Linked DNA regions of Hordeum vulgare: region 2 is linked to region 1. A link is a contact called in public Hi-C data. All regions are on one chromosome and are shown on one strand. The core of a region is the stretch at or near the end of the contact, and the rest is flanking DNA. Distances in the headings are between cores, read along the strand shown. Region 1 has its middle 21 kb from the start of LOC123448361. Region 2 holds the start of LOC123448365 (DEAD-box ATP-dependent RNA helicase 52C-like).

The links. Hi-C and Micro-C count contacts between places; a contact is called where the count stands out from the background.
Region 2: a contact with region 1 is called in a Hi-C map of leaf, with 4 times the contacts expected there. The contact joins the promoter of LOC123448365 here to the enhancer-like site in region 1. A contact is called at or near these places in 1 of 6 Hi-C or Micro-C datasets (leaf) and 1 of 1 datasets of contacts at active chromatin or transcription factors (embryo).

What each region holds. Positions count from the first base shown.
Region 1 is chr4H:190,777,324-190,784,906 of MorexV3_pseudomolecules_assembly, reverse strand. No RefSeq gene overlaps it. Among protein-coding and RNA genes, the nearest start is that of LOC123448361, 21 kb to the right of the region's middle. Within about 2 kb of position 5,481, at least 2 of the 3 cell types and tissues checked have open chromatin away from gene starts, as enhancers often do. A contact at or near this core is called in leaf, where this site is marked.
Region 2 is chr4H:191,571,883-191,579,668 of MorexV3_pseudomolecules_assembly, reverse strand. LOC123448365 (DEAD-box ATP-dependent RNA helicase 52C-like) reads right to left here and starts at 3,379. Exons shown (of 6, transcript XM_045125215.1): 1 at 2,533-3,379; 2 at 2,344-2,427; 3 at 1,045-1,287; 4 at 1-88. The coding sequence starts at 3,243.

The DNA of each region.
Region 1 (7,583 bases), core at 4,232-6,731:
CACCTAACGTAGACAGCAACACGCAGATCACCCGGTCTACTTCCTGACAGGGGCAACTCCGGCGAGACCTGTCCGATCTAGTCGGCGAGAAGGAGGGAGGAAGGAGGGAGGAGCTGTTCCTCACCTAGGGAAGGTGGAGGAGAAGACGTACGGTGGAGGAGGTCGGCCGAAGAAGAGGTAGTCGCGCTGGAGGAGGACCCTGTTGCAGATCAGCGTAGAGGAAGAAGAGCTTCGTGGCCGCGGCGAAGACGTGCTCCTGGTCGTTGATGTAGGCGTTCCCCGGCCTCAGCAAGGTCGGGAATGGGGCGCGGGGACTCTCTCCAAGCTCCTGGACATGGAGCCGGCAACGGTCGTCGACGGAGGCGGGGGTAGACGGCGGCGAGCACTACTCTCTCTCTCTCTCTGCTCCTAACTGCAGGACTTACCAGGACGGGAGAAAGAGAGAGGAGGGAGATGGGGAATGGAGCGGCGGCGGCGGATGGGAGAGAGGTAAACCCTAGAAGAGGGAAGGCACTGACGCCCTCTAAAATAGAGGGAACCTCGACGTTCGAGCTCACGGCGGCAGCACGCGCTCTCTGTTGGCCTGACGAAAAGGTGCATCGGTTGGGAGACGACGTCAGGGAAGAAGGCGGTCGCATGGGACTGGGCTAGCGTGCGAGGAAGGGAGAAGGTGAGTCGGCCACGTGAGAGTAAGCCCACAGGGTGGCGCCACTTAAAGGGAAAATTCACTCTGGGCTTTTTCTATTAACAAGAAAAACCACGGAAGAGAAAAATACACAGAGAAATCCATTGTGGATAAAAATACAACAAAAATACCCCTGACCATGGAAAAATATAACCTATCTGAATAAAATGAAAAATGAATATTAGGGGCAAATGAATATTTACAAACAGCAATATGTGGGCTGTTTTGTAATTATTTTGCACCTTTCAAATCTAAGTTAAATCAGAAACTTCACTTCTCTACACCCAACTCAAATCAACCTAAATCATAGGCATTTTTAAAACAGAAAAGGAAGAAGTGAATCTAGACATAGAAGAAATAGAAAGGGAGTGAAGATGGTTTTGAAACCTAAGCAATTACTATCACATGCTTCACTCCACACAAGCCACACATCAAATGCTAACAACCACAAGGCATCACATCATCACAAGAACACAAGGCAACATGTCAAATACATGGGCATGACATGGTATGCTATGCATGCATGCAAGGAAGAAATACAAGGGACACATGAAATCATACATGCATAGGACTCTCTCATATCAATGACAAGGTGGTCCCACATCAGAAGGTTTCCAAATAGGGAAGGCTTTACACTTGGGGCATTACATCACAGTTCGGATTATGGCGAGTTGCTCGAGCCATCCTGGAGAAGGACAACAACATTAGACCACATATGAAAGATGAAGGTGATAAGATGAACCAAAGGCGTGAAATATTGCAATATAAAGTCTTAGAAATTTAGATTCGAACTAGGATTAGAAAGAACACTTCCACAAAATTAGTGACAACATCATAAGATTCAAAAGCCACTTGCAATTATCATGTTTGATCTAGAAGTGCTCGGAACAATGTATATCCCAACATACATACGATGAAAGAATTTCCTAGATTACTAATGGAATTCCCACCTCAGAACTCCCGAAACTTCCAGTTATGCAATCGGGTCCATGGATACGAGGAGCAAAACTTCACACAACTCCTAACATGATACTATGCTCCAATGTCACATATTCGTCAACACATAACCATAGTCTCAGAAACTCATCTATCTCGGACCCTTGTAACCACAAAGATACTAACTATGGTAGTACATCCGAACTCTCTCCACCAGTACCGGGGATGCCGGACACCTCTCGCCACTACTAGTCTTGAACCAATTTATAACATCCTCGGTTTTGAGACACTAAGAAATCTGAACGATAATGATGTGTTCAAGAATCCCCTAAGGTTCAACTCCCTAGAAGAAATCAACTCACACAGAAGGCACCAAGTCACAGCTCCATCACATCGATATCATATAGATTAGAAAATATCTGCGTGATCCTAAAAAAATTGAGAGAGAAGAGGAGTAGAATTAAAATTCCTAAGTCGTGAACGTCACCACAGCAGGGAAGAAGAGTAAAGAGAAACCTACTCTCCGGTATAACTAAGACTCCAGTAGTTTTACTATACTCAACTCGGCCAAGTTCGATCAATCAAAGGCTCCTATGGTCGTATGACTCTGATTACCAACTTGTAACATCCAATATGCGGCACTTTCCATATTCGGTGATGAGGCCTTAATACGGAAAGAGGTGCATCTTAGCATTTCACAAGTACAGAAATCATCGCAATACATACATGAAGAGATGAGTATATGGAATGGCTTACACTCGCCACAAGTTAAGGTACAAGTCACACAACATTTATTTCAAGTCATCCATAAGACCAGGTCCGACTATGAACAAGATAAACGATAAGATTGCAATGATCAGTCTCGCTATCCCAGGAGATGACCAAGCTCCTCTAATCATTGGAGTAAGTCACGTAAATGCGGCCACTGCCTTCATTGAACTCCCACTAAAGTTGTGTAGCATGAAACGCCTCTGGATCAACGGTACTTGGACCTGTGGTGTTGTAGTAATATGTGAGCCACGGGTATTAAGCAATCTTGCAACCATGATACCGGAACTAATCAGGTTTTGGGTGTAGAAGGTTAAGTGTTGAGGTTGCAGCAGCACTACACATATATGGTAGCTAACTTACGAGAACATAATGTAAATTGAGTGGTCTACGCATGATGGTCGTGAACTACATAATGATCACTAAGTGATCCTGAACACCTACTTACGCCAGTCATAACCTCACCATGTCCTTAGTCGGAGAAGGAGCTCGCGAAATAGACGGTCACGGTTACGCACATAATTGGCATATTTTAATTAAGTTTACTTCAAGTTATCTAGAACCGGATGTTAAACAAAGTTTCCAAGTTTCCACATAACTACGGGTACGACTTTTCGAAAGATGATAACCGTGCAGGAGTTCTCCAACTAGTCCATCACAAACTACCACAAGCTGCATAGGAATCCTCGACCATAGAAAACCTGTGATCTCCACGGATTCCTTAGTGGAAAACCTCAACCTTGAGATAGCCCAAAGCATCCTCGGAATCCCGATGCATAAGATATTTCAATAAGGTAAAAACTAATCCAGCAAGACCACCCGGTGTGTCGATGTGCCCGATAGGCACCACGTATCTCATTCTCAGGGCACAACCGTCTATGCATAGTGGACGATAGCCAAACAGACTCGAGTTGCCCCGAGGCGACACTACCGACTGTAGGTAGGTGGACCAACACTCATGAGGAGCATTGGTCCAGGCGGTCGATTAACTATCCACGGGGCAGCTATTCCCTATGCATTTTTATTAAATTGTTTAGCAAATTTAAAACCAATGTTGGGCCTTTCCAGACAAGTCTTAACCAAAACGAATTATCAAGGGGTCCCCATAACAATCCCAAGCGTGTTAGGAGAGCTCAATATGGAACATAACACCGGTAGCCGAAACTAAGGCGACAAAAGCAGAACAAAGCACCCAGCAAAAGGTCAATCTTTCTCCTTTTACCAAGCATATAGGTGCATTAAATTAAATAGTAGTAATAAGATGATATTCAAGAGCCCATGTAAACACATGGATCAGCCTGCACCTGAAACTGGCAAACCTATAAGAGGGTTGAGCAAGCGCTATCTTAGCCAATCAATGTTTGCTAGGTTGTGCAGGGGTTAGAGGCTTTCATGGAAATGCTTGGAGGCTTAATATTCAGGTGGTAGGCAACGATAAATAGCGAAGGGAACGAGTAATCTAAGCACAACAAAATTAGAGGCGATATCAAGGTCACAATCATCTTGCATGTTGGTTCTTGTGACGGGTACATCTCTTGCTCTTCAGGAACATACTCGGCGTGATCCTCGCACTCATTCTCAGCTCTCATTGCTACCCACAGAAAATACACATCCAATGAAACCACGGCAAGGTGAAATGCTTCAAACAACATGATGCATGAGTGTGGTTATGAAAGGAGCATGGCAATGCTAACTTGTCAACTTTGTCATGCATTTATTAAGTTAATTTGGGCATGCATTAACATGGCATGAATGGATGCATCATGAGTAAACGGTGCAAAAACATATAAGGAACGTCGCCAAACCGAGCTACGAAACTTTCGGAATTCACAAAACAAGAAACGGAAGGCAACAATGACTAAACAACATTGAGAGGGAGCTATGGGCATTTTCTTGGCACTCCAAGTATGCCACTGGATTGGGCACGAAATTTCATGTGGAATAGACCTAAAGATCATGCAAAACAAACGAGCACAACTCACACAAAAGCACAAAACACTTTAGCAACCAATCTGCCCACAAACAGCAACATACCACTTTGATCAAACAAAACCTAGTGGCTAGAGCGATTCAACAAGTTCAACCAAGACGTGAATATCAACCTATCAAAGAGCACAAGAATATAAAACTAATAGCAACATGGATAGGTACATGAATCAATAGAAAACAAGCTCTCAACAAATACTACACGTTAGGACTTAGTGAAAATCTCAATTTACACTTGCAATTTTTTTAACCTAGTGGCATGTTGACAGCAATAAAAAACTACTCTACGGCAAGTTTCATGGCATGAAGTTTAATAGAGTTATAAATGGCAACAACAACTACAATTTATTAGCACTAAGCATGAGATGGAACTTCACAGAAAACATGGTAGCATCCCCTAAACATGGCATGAAAATAACAGAAGATTTCCAGACTTTGTCAAATTTCAGCAGGAGAATTTACACCAGTTTAAAACATCATAGCATATTTGATAGGATGCAACTCCATGATGCAAAACCTATTTGACAAGGTGAAGGCACCACTTGAAAGAGGGCAACAAGCACTACATTTCATGGAACTCTACCAACCTCAAAGGAACAACCTACCCATGGGAATCATCAAGACAACATGGCAATAAAATAACATATTCTAACACTTAGAAATATTTGAGTATGTGAATCAGCAACATTTTCTTAGCATGTTTACAGCAAGAAACCCACAAATCGACAAGCTCATCATGGCAAAGAAAAATACCAGGCCTAGTACCCTCAAAACTCTACCACCTTCATGTTGACAAGATTATCATATGATGCAACAATTAATTCATGTGAAAAAGACAAAATGACACATATAGACAAAATAACATTTTTGCAAACTTGCTCAAATGACAAAACCAAGGTCACCTATGGATTTACTGGATTTTTCTACCCCAAACCCATATATCACAAGCCTATGTTCCTGTAGAAAATAATGCCACAAACCTATTGAAAATAATGCCACAAACCTATTGCAAAAATTACCACTACTAGGTATAACCTACTATATGCCAGAATAGGCATATGCCAAAAATGGGTATAACCTACTATATGCCAGAATAGGCATATGCCAAAAATGGGTTTCCGGGACTCGAACCTGCGTCTCCGGGACCAGAGAGTGGGTGTGCTACCAATAGGCTAGGAGGGTGGTTTCGAACATACAAGGGTTCGAGATACTAGGAGCTGGCCCCCAGGCAGAGGCTGGTTTTGTTCTACCTTACGCATGAGAAGCTATGACGGCGTCGGCGAGCAAGCCTGCCATATCTGGGTAGGTGGTGTGCCGGCGGGGCTGCGGATTTGGTGCAGGTGGGGGCGTGCAAGCGGAGCAACTAGAGGAGACACGCATGCGGGGCGGCTCGAGTTCGAGCTCAAGCACGTCCCGGGTACGTGAGGCAAAGCGGGCGTGGTGAGGCTTTGGGCGAGCTGCAGATGCATGTGGGGCTGCATACGAATGGCATACGCGTGAGGGATAATTATAGATCGCATGGGAAGCAAGAATAAAATGCAAAAAAATAGTATGTATACACTACATCTATATTCAGAGCACGGAGAGTGCAAAGTTGGCACTCTCCTATTGCTTCCTACGCAGATCTTCTAGCCACGAATAGGAGCAGGGTGGAAGAGGGATGTACCTGGATCACCTGGGACATGAAGCTATGGTTGGAGGGGTGATGGAGATGATGCCACGCTCGACAAAAGTCCGGTGCACCTGGGATCCAAGCACACCAAAGAAAACAGCGACGGTGAGGGAGCTCTAGAGTTGTTGGCATTGCATACGTAGATGGAGAAGATGGCAGGGACTCTGGGGTCTCGATCCACGCTGTCGGGGAGGAAGGGGATGATGCTGAGGGGCTACCTTGAGCACGAGCTCAAGCTCAGCCAGAGCATGGAGAGCAGGGAGTAGACGTGGTGTGGCTAGCCTTACCTGATGACAGAGAGGCAAGGAGAGGGACAAAATAGGTCGAGGGCAAACCCTAGGGCACCGGGGACATCATATATAGAGGCTATGGGCGCTAGACGGCCGTCAAATCATCGGGCATGCTGACTTGGGTGCTCTAGATGTCGAGCCATACAGGAGGAAGAAGACTCGTGCGTACGTGGGTTGGTGGCTGCTCTGCTGGGCCACTGCGGGCACTGCAGGACCGGCTACTTCGGGCTAGTGCTGCTGGCTCTCTCTCACCGAAAGGAAGGTTCTTTAATTTTAAAAAGAAATAAGAATAAAAAAAATTGCCAAGGAAGTTTGAAAGAGAAAAACTGAGAAAGAAAAATAGTTTGGCACTCTGAAAAATGAGCTCTATTTAACAAAATGATTTGGGCATTTTAGCGCTAACAAAATAAATCACATATTAAATACCATGGATGTTGTTTTTGCAGAAGGTGCCAAAGGGAAATACCAACACATGGTCAAGTATAACTTTTAAAACATCCTACAGAATATTTGGGATCCTGGCAACATTTTATAAAGTTGATTAGAGCAAGTAACAAAAAACACATAACTAACATTGGAATAAAGAGGGGTTTTTGGTAAGATTTTGCAAAAGGCTTTTGGAGAGGATCCCCCACACACGGTCGCTTGCAAGCACACCTCACACACATCCACTCACATAACACTTCACAAGGATGATGCAAAAATGAAATGAGGATATGATGCAATGATGCAAATGACATGAAGCAAAATATTTCTACCGAAACCGCATGACGGCATTCATTGAGGGTTCATACATGGAATATTACAAAGATGGCAAGGTAATGCACTTGGACTGTTACACCTTGCAACCTAGAATGCCCTTACTTCCGCATCAGAAAAGGAGGAGTTGGAGCTTTGACGTCAGGCGTGTCGTTGAGTGGAGGATGTGCATGAAGACAATAGGTACCACACAATGAAAGAGAGAGGCGCTAGGCGCCTCACCGCTGTGTGGGCGTGGGGCGATATGCGTGAGCGTGCCACCATGAAAGAGGTCCAATGGGCGCCCAGTGATATTGCCTTCATGGTCGCGTGCCTTCGCCAGCAAGAGGTTGATCGGCACATCGAGCGCTGCCAGGCGGAGGAGGTAGCGAACTCCCTTTGCGCTAGGAAGCCTCCGCGCACGAGGCAGATGCTGGAGAGAGGCTGCCACTTTACTGCTCCCCGCTCAAGGAGGGGTTATTATTAGTTAAGTTTTTATTAAATTTAC
Region 2 (7,786 bases), core at 2,130-4,629, 800 kb before region 1:
CAACTCTCTGGGCAATCAACTCAGTACTTGACCCGACCCTTCCAACAGCCAGGAATATGTAGTTCTCCAGAAAGTCAGATGCCATTTTCTGTGTTCATTACGAGTAACCTCAATGTCATTAAAAATGCAAACTAAAAACTTTTGACATAACAAAACAATTGGAAGACATCCTACATGACAAAGATATTCAGCATAGCACAACAACCCAATTGGAAAACTCAAATAAGTCAGCACCAGGACACGGCTTGCCTAGCTACATCAATGCCAGATCAGTCAGGAAAAGATATTTCAGTAAGGTGGGCAAAATGCAGTCAGGAAAAGATAATTTAACCAGACCAAAAATAAGAACAAGCTTTATAGCCTATCATACACATAGCTTATCCGTGATAAAATACTCCATGTCGCTGTACCAATACTTTCACAGTTCAGCATCTTTTGAACAGACATTGCTGAAATATGTAAATATATTCATGGAGTTGGCATAACATTCTCTTCAGAGAGCATGTGCATGTTACTAATTTCCATTCACATATAGAACACCCTAGTGCCGAGTGCTGACACAGAATGAGATTTATAAGATGCTAGCGATACGGCATAAAAGAATCTCCGGTGCACATAATAACATATAGGCATATGACTATCATTGTTATTGTTGGACTAAACTGAAATTTTTCTCTAATTTAATACAATATTGGTTTCTCGATGTTCATATTATACGCTAACAACACATGTTACAATAGTTCTTTTAAGGATGTAAATCTAACTACCTTCCCTAAGCTCATCAAGCATGGTTCTAAGGTTAACACCATTCATGGTTAAAAATGCCATACTACCTAAATAGTAAAGCATCAGCCAAATATATGATATACTCCAGTATATCAATAGGGAGAAACATATTAACACAGCAACAAGAAAATGCGAAGTACAACCAAGGGCTCAGATTTAACAGCAAGAACCAATCATTTCAATAGAGTGGAGATGCTTCTTACAGATATTTATATATAAAATCAAGATAACTACAGAAATGTGGAATAAAAAGCTAACCTGGATTTCTCCCGGGAACGTGGCGCTAAACAATAACGTCTGCCTGACACCTCGTGGAGGCATATCCATTTGCTCAACAATTCTCCGAACTTGCGGCTCAAACCCCATATCCAGCATTCTATCTGCCTCATCAAGGGCAAGGTATCTAATCGACTGTAAGGATACTCTTGCCCTTTCCAGTAAATCAACCAAACGACCAGGGGTAGCCACAAGAATGTCAACACCCCTCTCAAGATCTCTCAACTGGAAAACAATGAAAATCGCATTTATGGTAATAGAAATTAAAGAAACTAAGATTACTGCCAAGTATACAAAAGCAAATATGCAGCCAAATTAACTAGCTTTTTAACAAATCCGAGGGATCATGTGTTACCAAAGGATGCTTAGCACCTCATCGCCACAGTTGGAACTCACCCAGATTGACAGGTCCAATTCTTTCAACTTCTACTTTGAGTAGACTTTGTGGTGCATGAATCACAAGATCCAGGATCACTGTTATCATAAGTGATGTTTTCAATTGAACTATCAGCATCATCCTTCACATAAAGCCCATTTTCCCAACGTTGTTTCACTCAGTAGTGCTGAGAGGAGAACTTTGTTGCAACAACAAAAGGTAATACAGCAGACAAACAGCATCTGTGCCATCTAACACAAAGTCCAACAATACTATAGGGAGCAATGGGATATCGACAAAACAACCCATAATCAGGTAGGTAACAGACTTATGATCAGGATGACAAACAAAAAGACGAATAGAAAGATAACTCAGTGCTGGCACTTATGAACATAACAGGGGGCATGTTGCTACAGAAAGAAAACAGATTTTGGACGAAGAAAGAATTACATTGGAAATCATATGGTCAAGCACTAAACCGCTCCCTTACACGGAATACAGGACCATGTCTTTCTAAATATACACATGGACCTGCCAAAGGACGTATTGTGTAATATGTTCAGCAACAAAGGATGCAGGCACATGTTATCTGTTATTTGCTAACACGAAATTGTTGGATACAGTATGAACAAATTAAACATACCTAACAATTTTATCAGTTTATGGGAATCACCTTTGCATTGCAGCAGAATTAACTGTAACCATATGCAATGCATGCACCCAGCAATTCCACAGAAACAGTTAACATCAGAGAACTTGCATAGCCTCTGTGAAGAACTGACTGCATATCCTACCATGCATATACTACACTCATACTGAAATAGAGGTCCAGGGCAGAAATTTTATAAGAAACAGGCCATTTTCAGAACTTGAGCTATTAGAGCAAACGACAGACAGAATCAGACCTGCTGGGTAATAGGCGCCCCGCCATATGCAACCACTACCCTGACACCAGTCTGATATGAAAATTTTCTGGCCTCTTCATGAATCTGCAGTACAAGGCAAACACAACGAAACAACTATCACGGACATGGCGCAGGAGATTAACTGGGCGTAATATAAAACGACAAACAAGATATATACACGACCATCACCTGCATTGACAGCTCTCTTGTGGGCGACAGGATGAGGGCAAGCGGGCAGGCGGTCCTACTCCCGCCCCGTTGTGACCGCTGCACGGGCGGGCCCCGCATGATGCCGCTGATGATGGGGAAGCAGAAGGCGGCCGTTTTCCCCGATCCAGTCTGCGCGCAAGCCATGAGATCTCGCCCAGCCAGAGAGATCGGGATGGCATGGCGCTGCACGGGCGTGGGCCGCACGTACTTGCACCGGCGAATGTTGTCGTTGAGCGCGGCGCCGAGGTCGATCTCCGCGAACGTGCCCACGGCGGGCGGAACTTCCCGGCCGCTGGTCTCTACGGGGATGTCTTCGTACGCTTCAAAGTTGATCCCCGTGTTCTGGTGCTCGTCGAAGGGCACAGGCTCCGCCAGCACCTCCTCCTCGTCCCCGAAAGGGTTGGGCTCCCGGTCCCACCTACGAGGTGGGGCCCCGCCTCCCCCGAACCTCCCACCGGCGCCGACGGTGGGGCGGCCGAGGAGGCCGGGCGCGGCGCGGGGGGGAGGAGCGGAGGACACCGGAGGCGCGGTGGAGGAGGAGCGGTTGCGGAGGTGGGGAGGAACGTAGGAGGAGCGGTCGGCACGCGCGGGGCCGTTGGATGTGGCGGGCGCCGCCGCTGGAACGGGAGCGGGAGGGGCCGGTTCAGCGTCGGCGACGTCGGCCCAGGAGGTGCGGGAAGGGGCCGCCATGGTTAGATGGGATCTGCGCGGAGGTGGAGGTGGGAGGAGGCGAGGTGCGCACTGGCTTTTTTTTTCAGGGCAAAGCTTTCTGCGGGATTTCGATCGGTGGTATTTTGATGGAGTTTGCGGCTAAAACGAAGCGTGCGACACGGAAAACCTAAGCAAGCTTTTGGCATTAAATTATGGGAAACGTCTCACTTCGGCGTGAGCCGGTCAAACGTTTCGGTCAGCACTCACGCTCCCTTTCAATGAATCAATTGGCGATACGTATGATGCGGCCCAACTCCTGTGTTTCTTCCACCTTCTGCATTTTTTTTTCTTTCTCTCCTCGTCGCACATGGCGCCCTCCGCTCTGTCCGCTGCTTCTTCGATCCCCCTTCTTTGCAGCACACAGCCGCAACTCCGACGATCCTTGACTGGATGGCGGTTGAGGCATCGCAAAACCCGTTGCACACCCTCATGTTACAGTCGCTGTCAAATAAGCTTCAAATTCAGAAGAAAAAGTTCAATCAGGCATATAAAAAAGCTGCAAGCGATCATTGCGATGACAAAATGCTACAATCGTTGACATAAAATGCTATAACTGTTGATGAAAAAAGCTGCAAACGGACATTGCCATGGAAGAATGCTACAATCATTGACATAAAATGCTACAACCGTTGATGAAAAAAACTATAACAAAAATGATAGAGAGCACATTAACCGTGCGCTGCTAAAAGATAATAGTTACAACCCTTGATAGAAAAGCTTCGACCGTAGATGAAAAAAGCTCCAACCATTGAGAGAGAAAGCTACAACCATGCACTGCACAATCAAAAAAGTTGCAACCGTTCTAGAGAAAGCTTCAACCAGCTTCACGGAAAAAAGTTTTGACCGCCGACAGCATCTGCTACAAGCAACGAGCTTGACAACGATGATGAGATGGGGCGACGGGAGAAGGACCCCTCGACAGTCAGGGGGTGGGGGTTGTGGTTTTTTGACGAGAATGACCGGCAAGGTGCTCGCGTTTGTTGGGTCTGCAAGGACGACGACTGACGGCGAGGACGTCTGGCTAGAGGGGGCGACGGGAGAAGGACCCCTTGACCGCCGGGGGGCAGGGGAGAGGGGAGGGGCGGGGAGCGCCTCTGCGCGTTGGACGAGGATGTCCGGCGAGGGGCTCGCGTTCGTTGGCTCGAGGTTGAGGATGAGAAAGAAGATCTGACGGTCAAGGGCTCCCTAATTTGACGGTTGTGCTGCGTTCGGCGTGAGTTTTCGGGTCGAATCGCCGACGCCCAGTACTGACCTTAAATTATGGAAGAGGATTCAAAATAGCGAATGATTTTCTAACTTTGTCATTTGTGTGCGGCGACGTTCGATTCCACACAACGATGTGGCGTCGTTCGGTCCCTCACCCAAAACTAGGTCAGTCCATCATAACCGTGTATACGCGGTAGTATCTAGCCTCGACGTGTGAAGTTAAGTGTTTTTTGTATTCGTATACTTCTACTAGCAAAAATGTTCGTTCGTTGCAATGGGTATAATATGATTTGTGTGGTATTCGAGAGTTTATCTATCATTGTGAATAATAGGATTTTCCAATTAAATTGGCTGTAAGATCCATAAGGATTCATTTTATGAAAAATTCATTGTATTCTAAAAGCTCACAATCTTCTTCTCTGCTAATAAAACTTATTCCTTCAACTCACTCTTAATAAGTTGAATTTTGTGTAACAAGTTGTTGATATTCAACCACCTTGTGTACAAATAATTATAGAAATCCAAAAATATTATGGATCAACGGCTACTTCTTCGATATGAAAATAATTGTGCACCATTCGCATATGTGTAGCAATTTAAAATAGATTATATATTATTTCTATATCCCGCGATCCCAACTGTTGTGCAAGGTAAAACAAGAAGCGAGCAAGATGCAGGGTTTTCGCATTCTCTTTATTCTTTATTCCTCTCTCTCCCGTGTGTATCTCTACTATTTACTTTACTTTGATGATTTTGGTGTGCACACTCACTCCATCAAATTGCTTCCCACGTAATTACCCTTGATTCCCGTCCACATCACATGACGATTGTGGCCATCTTTTTAATTGTCACTTGGTGTTGTACATTACGAGGGTGCTTGGATACGTTTTAGTTTAATGACTAAAAGTAATGAGACTAAAACTTGCTAACCCCACCCATGCTTGGATCCAAATACTAAAGAGACTAAAATCAAGTTAATGAGCATTTATTATCCTCCAAACCCTCCAATTCAGAACTTGCATGAAGAGTTAAATGAGGAGAGAGAGGACTAATGCACATTTTAGTAGGGGTACCCCTGACTAAAAGATTTTAGCCTCGAGACTAGTTTTAGCCTCTCTTTAGTCAAGGGTGTTTGGAACTTTAGCCTCTTAAAGAGACTAGTTTTAGTCAGACTAGTTTTAGTCTCTTGGATCCAAGCATCCTCTATGTTTTTTAGAAATGGTGTTCTACACCACGTGGGTAGGATATAGTTGGTGCCTTTCTCTCTCGCTCACATAATGTTATCTAACCCATATAGCACGTTGGTCAAAAGAAAAACACATAACATAATTCCTAGCCCAGTCAAAAATAGACAAAGTTTAATTAATGCATTTATCCCATCCGGCCAGCCCAACACAACCCAAGAGGCTAAGACCCGGTCCGATCTAAAACCGAATACTGAACCCGTCGAAGGGGACATCGAAACCTTGGTTTCGCTAATTCCTATAGATCGATCGGTGCATATTTTCTCTAACCGGGAAATCTAAAACACCGAAAGCTCATCCTAACACATGCTCCATGGGACCTACCACTGCCCGTGTTAGAGGGTGTTTGGATACGTTTTAGTCCCATGACTAAAAGTAATGAGACTAAAACTTGCTAGCCTCACCCATGCCTGGATCCAAGTACTAAAAAGACTAAAATCAAGTTAATGAGCATTTATTATCCTCCAAACCCTCTAATCCGGAACTTGCATGAGGACTTAAATGAGGAGAGAGAGGACTAATGCACATTTTAGTAGGGGTACCCCTGACTAAAAGATTTTAGCCTCAAGACTAGTTTTTAGCCTCTCTTTAGTCAAGGGTGTTTGGAACTTTAGCCTCTTAAAGAGACTAGTTTTAGTCAGACTAGTTTTAGTCTTTTGGATCCAAGCACCCTCAATGTTTTTTAGAAATGGTGTTCTACACCATGTGGGTAGGATATAGTTGGTGCCTTTCTCTCTCGCTCACATAATGTTATCTAACCCATATAGCACGTTGGTCAAAAGAAAAACACATAACATAATTCCTAGCCCAGTCAAAAATAGACAAAGTTTAATTAATGCATTTATCCCATCCGGCCAGCCCAACACAACCCAAGAGGCTAAGACCCGGTCCGATCTAAAACCGAATACCGAACCCGTCGAAGGGGACATCGAAACCTTGGTTTCGCTAATTCCTATAGATCGATCGGTGCATATTTTCTCTAACCGGGAAATCTAAAACACCGAAAGCTCATCCTAACACATGCTCCATGGGACCTACCCACTGCTCGTGTTAGAGGGTGCTTGGATACGTTTTAGTCCCATGACTAAAAGTAATGAGACTAAAACTTGCTAGCCTCACCCATGCTTGGATCCAAGTACTAAAAAGACTAAAATCAAGTTAATGAGCATTTATTATCCTCCAAACCCTCTAATCCGGAACTTGCATGAAGACTTAAATAAGGAGAGAAGACTAATGCACATTTTAGTAGAGGTATCCCTGACTAACAGATTTTAGTCTCAATACTAGTTTTAGCCTGTCTTTGGTCACAGTTGCTTGAAACTTTAGCCTCTTAAAAAGACTAGTTTTAGTCTCTTGGATCCAGTTACCCTCCATCCTTTCTTCTCACTCGATTTTAATTCTCCCTTTCCACCAGCGATACAACACTCTTATACTCTCATCCCCCAACGCTCGTCCTCCTCCTCTCTTCTCCATTCTTCTCCTCTGTTCTTCATCCACCTCACCTCACCACCACATCGCCATTCTCTCCTTTTCGATCCAGTCCCGCCTCCATAGTTCCCCGATGCCTGGTCGTGCTCCACCCAATGCCATGGATGGGCGTCTTGGAGCTCTCGTCGACCGATATGTCCGCCAGCCCAGTCACTGCCCCATGCTCTTGGTCTGGCCAATAACCGCCTCCGACTCGATTCGGACACCCACAAGCCTACCGCCACCCTACAACATGCCCTAGAGGTCTGGCTAATGCCGCTCATCCTCACCACACTTTCTTTACTCTCGACGGCTCGCGTTGAGCGAGAGCGCTTCCTCCACACGCGGCCCACCTGTTGGGTCAGCCCGGCTGCCTCGCCACCTCCAGCTCCAAACTTGGGCCTAGCTCGCAAGTCTATCCACGCCTAGATCGAGGGGATATCAGGAGCCGCATCGAGAAGGTTGCAACCGCAAGAGCTACCGTCCGTCGTCACCTCCTCGGAGGGAGCGACTGCCGCTGTTCTGCAGGTCCGGCTCCGGAGGCCGCCCACTCTTGCTCTCACACACACTCTCTCTCAGTCCCCCCTTCCCTCCGGTCGACTCTC